Regions from separate parts of the Triticum aestivum genome. Here region 1 is linked to region 2. The links are chromatin contacts, called in public Hi-C maps. All regions are on one chromosome and are shown on one strand. The core of a region is the stretch at or near the end of the contact, and the rest is flanking DNA. Distances in the headings are between cores, read along the strand shown.

What was found. A called contact is a pair of places that touch in the nucleus more often than the background predicts.
Region 1: a contact with region 2 is called in a Hi-C map of leaf, with 6 times the contacts expected there. The contact joins the promoter of LOC123111979 here to the promoter of LOC123111975 in region 2. A contact is called at or near these places in 3 of 5 Hi-C or Micro-C datasets (all in leaf).

What each region holds. Positions count from the first base shown.
Region 1 is chr5B:384,363,153-384,368,523 of IWGSC CS RefSeq v2.1, forward strand. LOC123111979 (exocyst complex component EXO70B1) reads right to left here and starts at 3,768. Exons shown (of 1, transcript XM_044532863.1): 1 at 1,134-3,768. The coding sequence starts at 3,460. The coding sequence ends at 1,562.
Region 2 is chr5B:384,077,274-384,082,412 of IWGSC CS RefSeq v2.1, forward strand. It overlaps LOC123111975 (proline-rich receptor-like protein kinase PERK8), which reads left to right and starts at 3,104. Exons shown (of 8, transcript XR_006454969.1): 1 at 3,104-3,673; 2 at 3,739-3,815; 3 at 4,156-4,231; 4 at 4,319-4,568; 5 at 4,686-4,762; 6 at 5,105-5,139.

The DNA.
Region 1 (5,371 bases), core at 2,518-5,017, 290 kb after region 2:
TAGCACAATACGTACATTGTAGCGCACCTGCTTGTTCGCTTGAGAATGAGAATAATTCGGCTCTGCCTTGCCGGAACTGCCAATTGGGTTGGATGTTTGTTAGGGTCCCTTGCTTGCTGTTACGTGATGCGGCATCGGTTATGCGGTTAGCATGTGCTGGATTTGTTCCAACGACACAGCAGGGGAGGGAATGATTGGCTGCTTATTATGATGATGACGACGATGCAATCAGTGTCCCTTGTGCCGGCCTCTGTATTCGGCAATGTTGGGTCGGGTTGTAATAATGCTATTTAAGCTGTGAGCTGTATGCATGGCAACAAATGTCTCTCATTGCTTCTCGCTCAACTGTATTCTCGTTATGAACCCTTCCGCTCACACTTGGGTAGTAGTACTACCCAAAGAGTGACATTACCTCATTCTTACCAATATTCGCATGCTTATTCTGGAAGATATAGCTTTTTTCTTTCTTTTCCTTTCAGAGCACCTGTAATGTACTCCCTCCGTAAAGAAAATATAAGAGCATTTAGAACACTACAGTAGTGATCTAAATGCTCTTATATTTCTTTACAGAGGGAGTACTTAATTTGTGATAGCAGGTACTTCCTCTGTAAACTAAGATAAGATCTTTTAAGTAGTGATCTACAAGATCTTAGTTTACAGAGGGAGTAACAGCCAGGAACGATGAATTATGTGATAAATTTTATGAAAGGTTTAATAGAAATAGCAGAATCTGAATATTATTACTATTATTCTGGCCTCTTTTCTATCACCTTCTATTTCTATTTGCTTTTCTATGATCAAGCACTAGTAGGGACAAATGCATGATGAGCATATTATGGTTGCACCACTGGTTAACAGGGCCTTCTTTTCTATGTAATGAAATACCAGCCCAAATCAAAACTCTGATACTCTAGCCTCTACTGCCGAGTGCAACAAGATGATACATTGATCAATCAATTTGCTGCCATCTGCTAGAGCATAGGGTTTATTTACCAATAATTCAAGACAGGGGAGTATTTAGATATTCGTATTTCACTTGAAAAGGGACCTGGGGTGGAAACCTCAACACTGAAACTTAAGGCAAGAACTTGATCCTACATAATATAAAATTGCAGCACAAGTAGCACAGCTGATTTTATATCTAATCTACCAAGTGCAATCTTTGTATATATATTTGATTCAACCAAGAACAAGACAGGACACCCAGCTAAAGGTCAAACCAAGACCAGGAAATTACAACTTACAACTATGCGACATTACTAAAAGAACATTCCTATATGAACATGCTGCTACACAAAATTACAACAACACTTAAACAAATGAACAAGATCGCCAACTGAGGAAGAAACACCCAAGACTTTTGACAGCGTCAATATGATCCTGATTCTGTTTCAGATTACCTCTAGTAGAAGAAATCATCACCAACTACACCCTTAAGTCTCAGGAGAGTGAAACAAAATACATACCCGACTGCCTGCACTGGCTTCACCGAAGAATTAAAGAATGCTCGGCAACAACACACAACCAAGTGATACAGCTACTGCAAGCTTCAAGCAATCTCTCATCCATGGGATCTCCTCCTATTATGCGGTGGAGGTGGAGACCCCTCGAAGAAATCCGTCACGGATATCTCAAGGTCCTCAACTGTGTATTTGATGTACAACTCTGGATGCCTCCCGTTCTCAATATGATGCCGGAATCGACCAAGGAAGGACCGGTATGCTGGGAGCAGCTTCTCTGCTATTGAGATCCTAAGCTCTTCTTTCAGCTGTGTGTCAGGCACATACCACCCAGACTGAGCCCTATGTGCCTCCTCGAACGCAGCATTGAAAGACTTGAAGCGCTCCCGAAGTGCTGATTTGGATATTCCTGATGAAAAGCCACCGCTGACATGGAGACCCTCGTCTCTTAGACAATTCAGGATCTTAAGCCATGCACTGCGCTGGTAAGCTGTGGCTGCCAACCGGAACTTACCTGTGAGCCGCTTTAGGTACACATCGCCAATGAGTCCCCGGAGCTCAGGCGAGTCCTTTACCTTGTGCACGATATAGTGCACATTGTTCATTAGGAACAAGTGAGAGAGTGCCGGGTCCTTGTAGAGTGATGCCTTGCCTTCAAGGTTGTGTTCAAGAACCACAATAGTCCAGATAAGATGAGCAGAAAGTGGTAACTGGCTGTCAGGATCAGGAAGGTCCAGATCAGGAAATGACGGTGTGAGATCATTGCCATCGGCAGGAACACGCGAGCTAGCTGATGGTCGTGACACGATCAGCTCAGAAAGTGTCGTCTTGTAGTCGGAAATGAGGACAATGTAATTCATCACATAGCGAGTGAGGGGATGGATGGTGCCGCCGGGCACTGGAGTCTTGGAGGGGTCACGGAGAACGGCGTTCTCGAACTCAGAGAGTACCCCACGGACAGCATCAGCCAGACGCGCCCTGATCTCGGTTGTCTGCACATATATGGGTTCCCCGGCCTTGGAGGCGGCGAAGATATCGGAGACATCAGGCAGCAGATCGACCAGTGCATCGTGCAGATCAATGATCTTGAAGAGCTTCTCTGGCGAGCGGCGGCCGATGCTGATGGCCTCGGCAAAGCCAAAGAGCTGCAGCGCGGCGCCCTTGACGGTTTCGACGAAGGGGGCGGCGGGAGTCGTGGTGGGAGCGGGGGTGGCGATGGTGGGGTTGGAGAGGGGAAGGTCGTGGAAGATGAGGAAGCAAAGGCGGCGCTCGCTGGCGAAAACGCCGCGGACGGCGGCGCGGGCTGCGCGGATCCAGCGGCGGATCTTGACCTCGAGGGCGTCCCACTCGAGCCGCTGGACGTCGCCGATGGTGAGCTTCTCGACGCCGAGGCGGCGCAGGGCGGAGTCAACGGCCGGCTTGCGGACGGAGGCGTAGACCTGGACGCACTCGCGGTCGTAGCCGGCGGCGGCCATGCGGGAGGCGATGGCGTTGAGGTCGTTGACGGCTTCGGGCGGGAGGAGGTCGATCTCGCGGATGCTGCGCATGGAGCGGTAGCTGCTGCGGCGGCCGACGGAGGACTCGACGGACTCGTCGTCCACCGGCGGCGCGTCGCCGACGTCGGAGAAGCTGGAGCGGTCGCTGCACATGGAGAGGGAGCTGAGGTCGGCGAGCACCTCGATCTCGAGGTCGACCGCGCGCGACGCCAGCACGTGGCGGAACTCGTCCTCGAGCCGCGCCATGGCGACCTGGACGGCGCCGGAGGCCCCCGCCGAGGAGGTGCGGCGCGGGCTGCCGGGGGACGGCGGCGCGAGGCGGCGGAGGTCGTCCACCGCCTGGAGGAAGCGCTCGGCCTCCACCCGGTCTCCGCCGCCGTCGAACAGCATCTGGTCCTCCCCGCCGCCCCCGCCCCCGCCGCCCGCGGGCGCGGACGCCGTGGAGTCCCAGCGCCTCACCACCCTCTCCGCCCTCTCCAGCTCCGCCGCGGCGGATCCGTCCATGCTTCGCCCCCTCCGGTCCTCTTCTCCGCAGCACACGGCAGCACCACCGGCCAGCCGCGCGATAAACCGATACCAATAGAAGGGAGGGAGGGAGGCGCAGCTCCGGCTTGAGTCGGGGAGGCGGAGCCGGCTTCGTGGAGCGGCGGGAAGCAAACAACCGGCGGCGATGAGGCTGCTGTCTTGGCTCTGCGCTGTGCTCTCTCTGCTCTCGTCTCTGGTTAGTCCAGCGAGGGGAGACCGGCCGATTTCTCGCTCTGCTTTGCTTTGGTCGTTCGGGCTCCCTCCCCTCGCGATAATTATTGCGCGGATTAGCCCAAGGCGAATCAGATTTTCTTTTTCTTCCTCCGTTCCAAAACAAAGCCTTGATGGACGATGACGAAAATGAGCTGATTGCCGGGCCCACCTGCCAGAGGCGCATCGAACATGGGAGAGCGATCTACGAGTGCCCCACCAGCCGGTCGGCATTCGGCTGATGCACTTTTTCTTTTCTTCTAAAGATAAAGAAAACTTTCAATTTATTCCCCCAAGACAGTGCAAATATCATTCGGAACAAAAGTCCAGGTCTATAGGCTACCTAGTGACGACTTAAAATAGGCTTTCGCTCCGCTATGTTAATATAGCAACGACCCAATACAACAGCTTAAGCAATGTTGTGGCAAACAAGCCAAACACGCCAAAAAAGACAAGAGAAAAATAAGAGAAATAATGCCAACATCGCCGGATCTACGAAAGCGATGGGATCCTGCAACCGTTGCGCCCAACGGAGACTTTCACCATGCTTCAATGACATAGAATTGCCGTGTATCAAGCAACACCTTCAAGAAGGATTGTGATGATGAAGACGTTGTTGCTCGGATGAATCCTAGCATTTCTCCCGGTACACAGAGGGGAGTGGGGGAAAGGTCCACACGACACCCTTCAAGAAGGATGGCGGCACCCACATGCGGCACCGCATTGGTGCCGGCGAGACCCGACAGAGATTTCTCCCGACCCCTCGCACCCACAACTCAGGACCAACCGTCTGCTCCACCACCTTCGCCGCCCACCAACATGCGCCAACACAGTCAAGAGAACCTCACCGCCGTCTCACCACGGTAAACGTTGTGAGGCCGGTCGGACCAAAATGAATCACCCATAGATAGGGGCATGCAGTACCATAGCCACGTGGGAGGGAACAACCTCCACCGGCTCAGGCGGTAGCAGACCGGATGCAGTAGCGGGAGCACACCTGGCCAATTGCCCGTTCGGGACTAGATTGGGCCTATGAAGCTCCTGCCGCCGTGCTGCAGCAGATGCTACATAGTAGCCGCCGCCCCCATCGTGAAGTGCTCACCGGACCAGCCAGAGATGACCCGTCGCAGCCCTAGCCGGCCCATCCCGACCCAGATCGGCCCCAAAGGGGCTCAGATCTGGGCTTGCAGAGCGCCGCCGGTCCCTGCCCTCCCGAAGCCACCATCGTCGCCTCGTCGCCATCCAGGCCCGCTCGCCCAAGTCATGGGCCTGCGTCGGGGAAGGGAAGGGGCCGCCACCGCCAGCCACACCATGGCGCTGCGTGGGAAACGCCCGATCGCGCCCACCGGTGGCAGCGGCAAGAGGGAGGGGCGCAAGGAGCTCGGAGAGTGCTACTTGTGAGCTGTGTTAGGATTTCCCGAAGAGGAGGGGATGGTGTAGTACAGTAGAGATAAGTATTTCCCTAGGCTAGAAACCAAGGTTATCAATCCAGTAGGAGAACCACGCAACACCTCGTTAGCAGCACCTAGACACAAAATAATAAATCATTGCACCCGTTGTCAATCCCTTGACGGTTACTTGCAAGGATCAAATCTCGTAGTGATAGATAGATAAATAAAACACAAAATAAAATAACGTAAATAAAAGTGCAGCAATATAATTTTGGATTTTGATATATGA
Region 2 (5,139 bases), core at 1,854-4,353:
TGTTTGCCGGTTAACACATCTATGTTATTAGACCTGCTCTTTTTTCTTCCCACAGTTTGTCATTTAGAATGATTTTTTAGAGGAACCAGGAACTGGTTCCTAATTCACTTTTTCCTCTTTGTTGATGATCCTTTTCTTCCTATGGTTATGCAGGCTCGAGTCTCAGTTTGATCTTACAGTTCTACGGCTCAAAGGTTGATGACTGCCATGAGGCACTACCCAGTTAAATCTTCGTAAGTTGTTGAGCCTGAACTTTTCTTAATTATTTTCATCTTCTTAGCCTTGCCACATCATCTCTTAAAAATAGTTTGAATCCATCAACTGTGTACTCTGCCTATGCAGTTCATTGAACCATAAGATTAAAACCTTCATAAGTTGTAGCCCTGTCTCCAACTACCTCTTGAATATTAACATTTTTGTTGGAAAAAAGAAGAAAGATTGAATCATTTTGTTCACTCACTGGGAGGGTCACTATTGTTATCTGCAATGGCATCTACGATATATACTGAAAGTAGTTTTATTTATCTTTAGAACTTGATATATTTTCTAAAACCACTTATTATGCTTCTATTTGTATCTATGACTTCTGAAGCAAGTCAACACCCACACAGGCAAACAAACCAAATTGTCGGTAGAGTCACTGCATTTAAGGAAATTTACTTTGCTTCCAGTAGTGGGTTTAGGCTTGATAGAAGCTTGGTTGTTTATACTTTCAGAAAACTGGATCTATCATGATTAAGATATGGTCAACATGTATATATTTGGTTCTACTCTGCCCTCTAGTCTTGCTTACCAATGTGATTGCTTAATGATTACTACGACATATCTTGCTAGGTCCAAGCTAACAACAATCCTTTTGGTCTTCAAGATTTTGTCGAGGCGGCAGGGATCAAAGAATATCAGATACATGTCTTTGTTTTCAAAATTAAAAGGGGAAACCATCTCTCACTGTGACCGCTGCTGTGACCTCTCCAATCTACGCCAATCTACAACAGCATGGTACGCCAATCTACAACAGCATGGTATACAACTCTTCGTCGAGATTTTGTTATGGTGCTTTGGATCGCTCTAGATACCAACTAATCATATATTATTTATTGTTGGTTTCTTATTCCATAAAAGTGCCTTGCGATGCGCTTAAGCTAACCACAATCCCATTGTTTTTCATGTCATAATACAACAAACTACCATTTTTTAATCTTATTACTATGCTCTTCTGTCTGTTGCTGTTGTCACTACCTCCTCTGGCCAAGATGGTCGTCGTCCCCTCTTTTGTGTTTTAGGAATATGCTCTTTTACTTTGCGAGTAGAAACCTTGATTAAGATTTGTGTGATCAAGTTTATGTGTTGCCTGCTTTGTAGTCTCTAAGTGCGGGCGGGTGGGTATCGGCAAGGCGGGCTGCTGACATGGTGTTGGAGTTGGTCAGTAGAGGTGCACCTATGCCATGTATGGGTCAATACTCTAGGAGGTTTCGTTGAGGCCCGGTTTATCCAGGTAATTGTTATACTACTGACATAGATACACTTTAGTTATCAAGGATTTTAATGTGCATTAATTAGAAGAATTAGATTTTACGAGATGATATGGATTTTGCATTTGGTATTCTTCATTTATGCTTCCTATATTCACTGCCCCGTTTATATGTTCTGTTCATTGGCATGCCATTTAAGTTGCAGCCAGCTACATGTACCATGGCCCCAATTTACCTTGGTGTTAGTTGGTTTCTAATTGGTAATGCCTCGGATGTTCAATTTTAGAAGGGGATACACTAATCCTATTCCACCACTGTAATTTAATGGCTCATATCATGTTATGTATTTCTGTTATATCGTGTACTTCAAAATTTGTATCGAAAGTCTTTTCGAGTATGAGGACTGTTATTTATTTACCACAAGTATTTAGCATGCAATTGGAAGTCTCATTATTAACATAAATACACTGTTCCTATTCTACCACAATGATTTAGTTCATGTGTTGTCATGGTCCAGGCAAGCCTATTTGCAATTCCTAAAGATATAGAATTCCCATACTAATGTTGCTACTCTATTTGCTCAAGAGGTCTCAAAATGAAAGCTAGGCATGCTCCTCATGATAAACCGTGTTTTATAACTAGATCAACAAAGTTTTCTGTATTTCATGATTGAGATGATGAAGTCATGTTTGCCAATGTCACCCAAAAATACACTAATTATTTTTCATCCTGTGCTCATTTCCAGATCTACTCTGGAACATTTTCCTATGGATAAGAGGGCCACAATAACAAGTGCATTCCAAGATTTTGTGAAGGCCACAGGGATCAAAGAATAACAGATCTGGGTCTTCACCTTCCAAGATCAGAAGGGGGAAACCATCGCTCACTGTCCATATGTTTTAAAAGCATATTTCAAATGCATTGGCTATACAAAAATAAGTTTGTGCTCATCTATCTCACAAACTATTCACATCAAGTTCATATGGAATGGCACTCACAGAGGCAATTGAACCAAGCTATCTATTGTATGCCTAACTATGGCTTCGTAGTTTTATCGCCTCCATTGCCATTGTTGGCTTTTGCTCTCTTATATTTCTGCTCGTATTACTGAACTTAATGTTAGCTAATTAGTTTTTCTATTCATATGACCGTAGTGAATTGGATGCTGCCTTGCTTTTGGCACTTTGATAGTCTCATGCCCATGTTTAACTCTTCTGGCACATAGTAAATGTTTCTTCTTACTCTTGAACCGGCCAGATAATCGGCTGTTCTGTTAGATGTGCTAAATTTTGCCTTCATACTGATACATCATGCCGTTTGATCTTCCACCGGTTGACCATACCGTTGGGACTGGCAGACGCTTCCCGGACGCTCTCAGAGCTCAGCGATCGTGGACCGTTGGATGTGTTTCCGACCCTTGAATCTCTCTCCCGGACGATCTGGACCGCCGGATGGAGCCTGCGATACTATTGCAATGAACAGTTTAGCTCACCACCGAAAATATCTTGTGCCACCGCCGTTATTCTCGTGCCCCGCCGAGGGTATTTTCGTAATTTCGCTACGAGGTATATAAAACCAACTCCCATCCGTTTCTCCCCAATCGGCTTCTCCTCTTCCTGTTTAGCCGCCGCCGCCTCCCCTTCCAGGCTTCCACCATCGCCGCCGCCCCCTCCCCTTCCACCATGGCCGCCGCCCCCTCCCCTTCCACCGTGGCCGCCGCCCCCTATCGCCCGACGGCGAGCCCGCCCTCCCGTCCCCCTCTCCTCTGGTCGCCCTCACGCACTACATCGCCTCCTGGTCGTCCTCTCTGTGTGTGTGTGTATTCCCCCCTGCCGTCACCACCACGGCCAACTCCGGCGAGGTCCGCCGCCATACAACACATCCACGAGCTCATCTCGTCACACTGCTCCTTCTCCACCGCGTTGACCCGACGTGCCTCCCCCCTACGCGCGGCCCCGGCTAACCCTAGCGCCACGGTCGCCGGTCCACGGCGTCGCCATCAACGCCCGCGCTGCGCCTGCACCTCCGGTTGGTCCTCCCCGACCCCGTCCGAACTTTCGCGCACTCCATCGCCTCCTGGTCACTGTCCAGGCGTCGCCATCGACTGGAGGAGCGCGGGACCGTCGTCCTCGCATTCGTGCACCTCCAGGAAGAAGACTGCTCGAGGTGAGGCGCCTCAGATCCGTCGTGCGAAGGTGGAGGTGAGTGCCCTCTCCACTTCCCCCATTTCCTCCCTCTCTCTGTTTTGATCCCTTCTTTTCAACAGCTCGACATATAAGTCAGTGTATGTGTGTGTGCAGCAGCTCCAGAGGGACGAACGTCAAGGTAGCCACTGCTCCGTAGGTATGAATCGATTCCCTAGCCTCTTATGAGCCCTACTTTTCATGGAGCAAGGTTGTCTGCTAAGTTTATGTGATTTGATGCCTCTGGTTCTTCCATGTATGAAAGAGATACTATTTAGTTGTCTGCATTTTTCTTACTAGATTCAGTTTGGTGTGCCTATCAATGGGTTGATTCAAGATAATTTGTGATTCTGCTATCTAATTGATTGGTATATATATGCTTTTTTTACTCGGTTCAGTTTGGTGTGCCTATCAATGGGTTGATTCAAGATAATTTGCGATTCTGCTATCTAATTAATTGGTATATATATGTTTTTTTTAATATGAATCACTTTATGCAGAAGATCTGAGTTCAAAAAGATTGCATGACACCACATCCTGGGTTTGGTGGGCGAGCTCACTGTCGTCCGCCTCGAGGTCGTGCTTCCCTGTCCCTCCTCTTTGTCTCTGTGTGTGTGCGCGTGTGTGTGACTGATTCCGTTAACCGTGTTGTAGCTGGTCCAGAGTCTGAGTACGGCCCTTGATTTGTGCCGTCCGTTTTCTCTGCCGAAGTCGTGGTTGCGTGGACGCGGCTATGGTCGAAGGGTCTCACCAGCGTGGCACCGGCGCCTCCCTTCCCTCTCCCCTGGAGCTGGAAGGTACTGTCTCGGGCTTCCCAAATCTGTTGGATCAAAAATTGCGGGTGATGGAATCAAATTTTGTTGGATCAGAAATTGCAGTTGATGGAATTAAAACTTGGATGTGATCAAATTAGGTATTGCTTGAGCTGAAAGTTGAATGTTTGTCGACTTGATTTGTAGTTCAACACGTCAAAATTGTGGTGGATCGGGTGGTATAGTTTACTTATTTGAAAATGTTGTTGAATTTTCAGAGAGGACCATGGCGTACTGATTACTGAAAGGAATTTGTGAGTTCCTGCAAGATGCATCTCTAGCATTTCTTGTGCAGGTCAGTTCCTACTCATATTTCCCCCTTGCATAGTAATCGACTTATTTTAGGAACTTTAATATCATCATTGAAATATAACCAACTTTGCAGTGTGTCGAAACATAACCAACTTCTTTCTCAGGATTCTTTGCTAGCAATTAAAATATCCTGAGCAATCTGGAAAAGAGATAGCTTAAATAAATGGATATGTAATTAACTCCATACATTATTTGGAGGAAGAGTTCAATACATGCATGTTTTCTCAAATTAGGTTGCCCCTGTTGTGTATATAAATGTGATGCTTCCTTCCATGACTAAACAGGCTGATGAGACGTTGTGGTTCCTTTTCTTTTTAAATTTCAGAGGCTTACAAACTTGTGATTCCTCATGACTCGGAA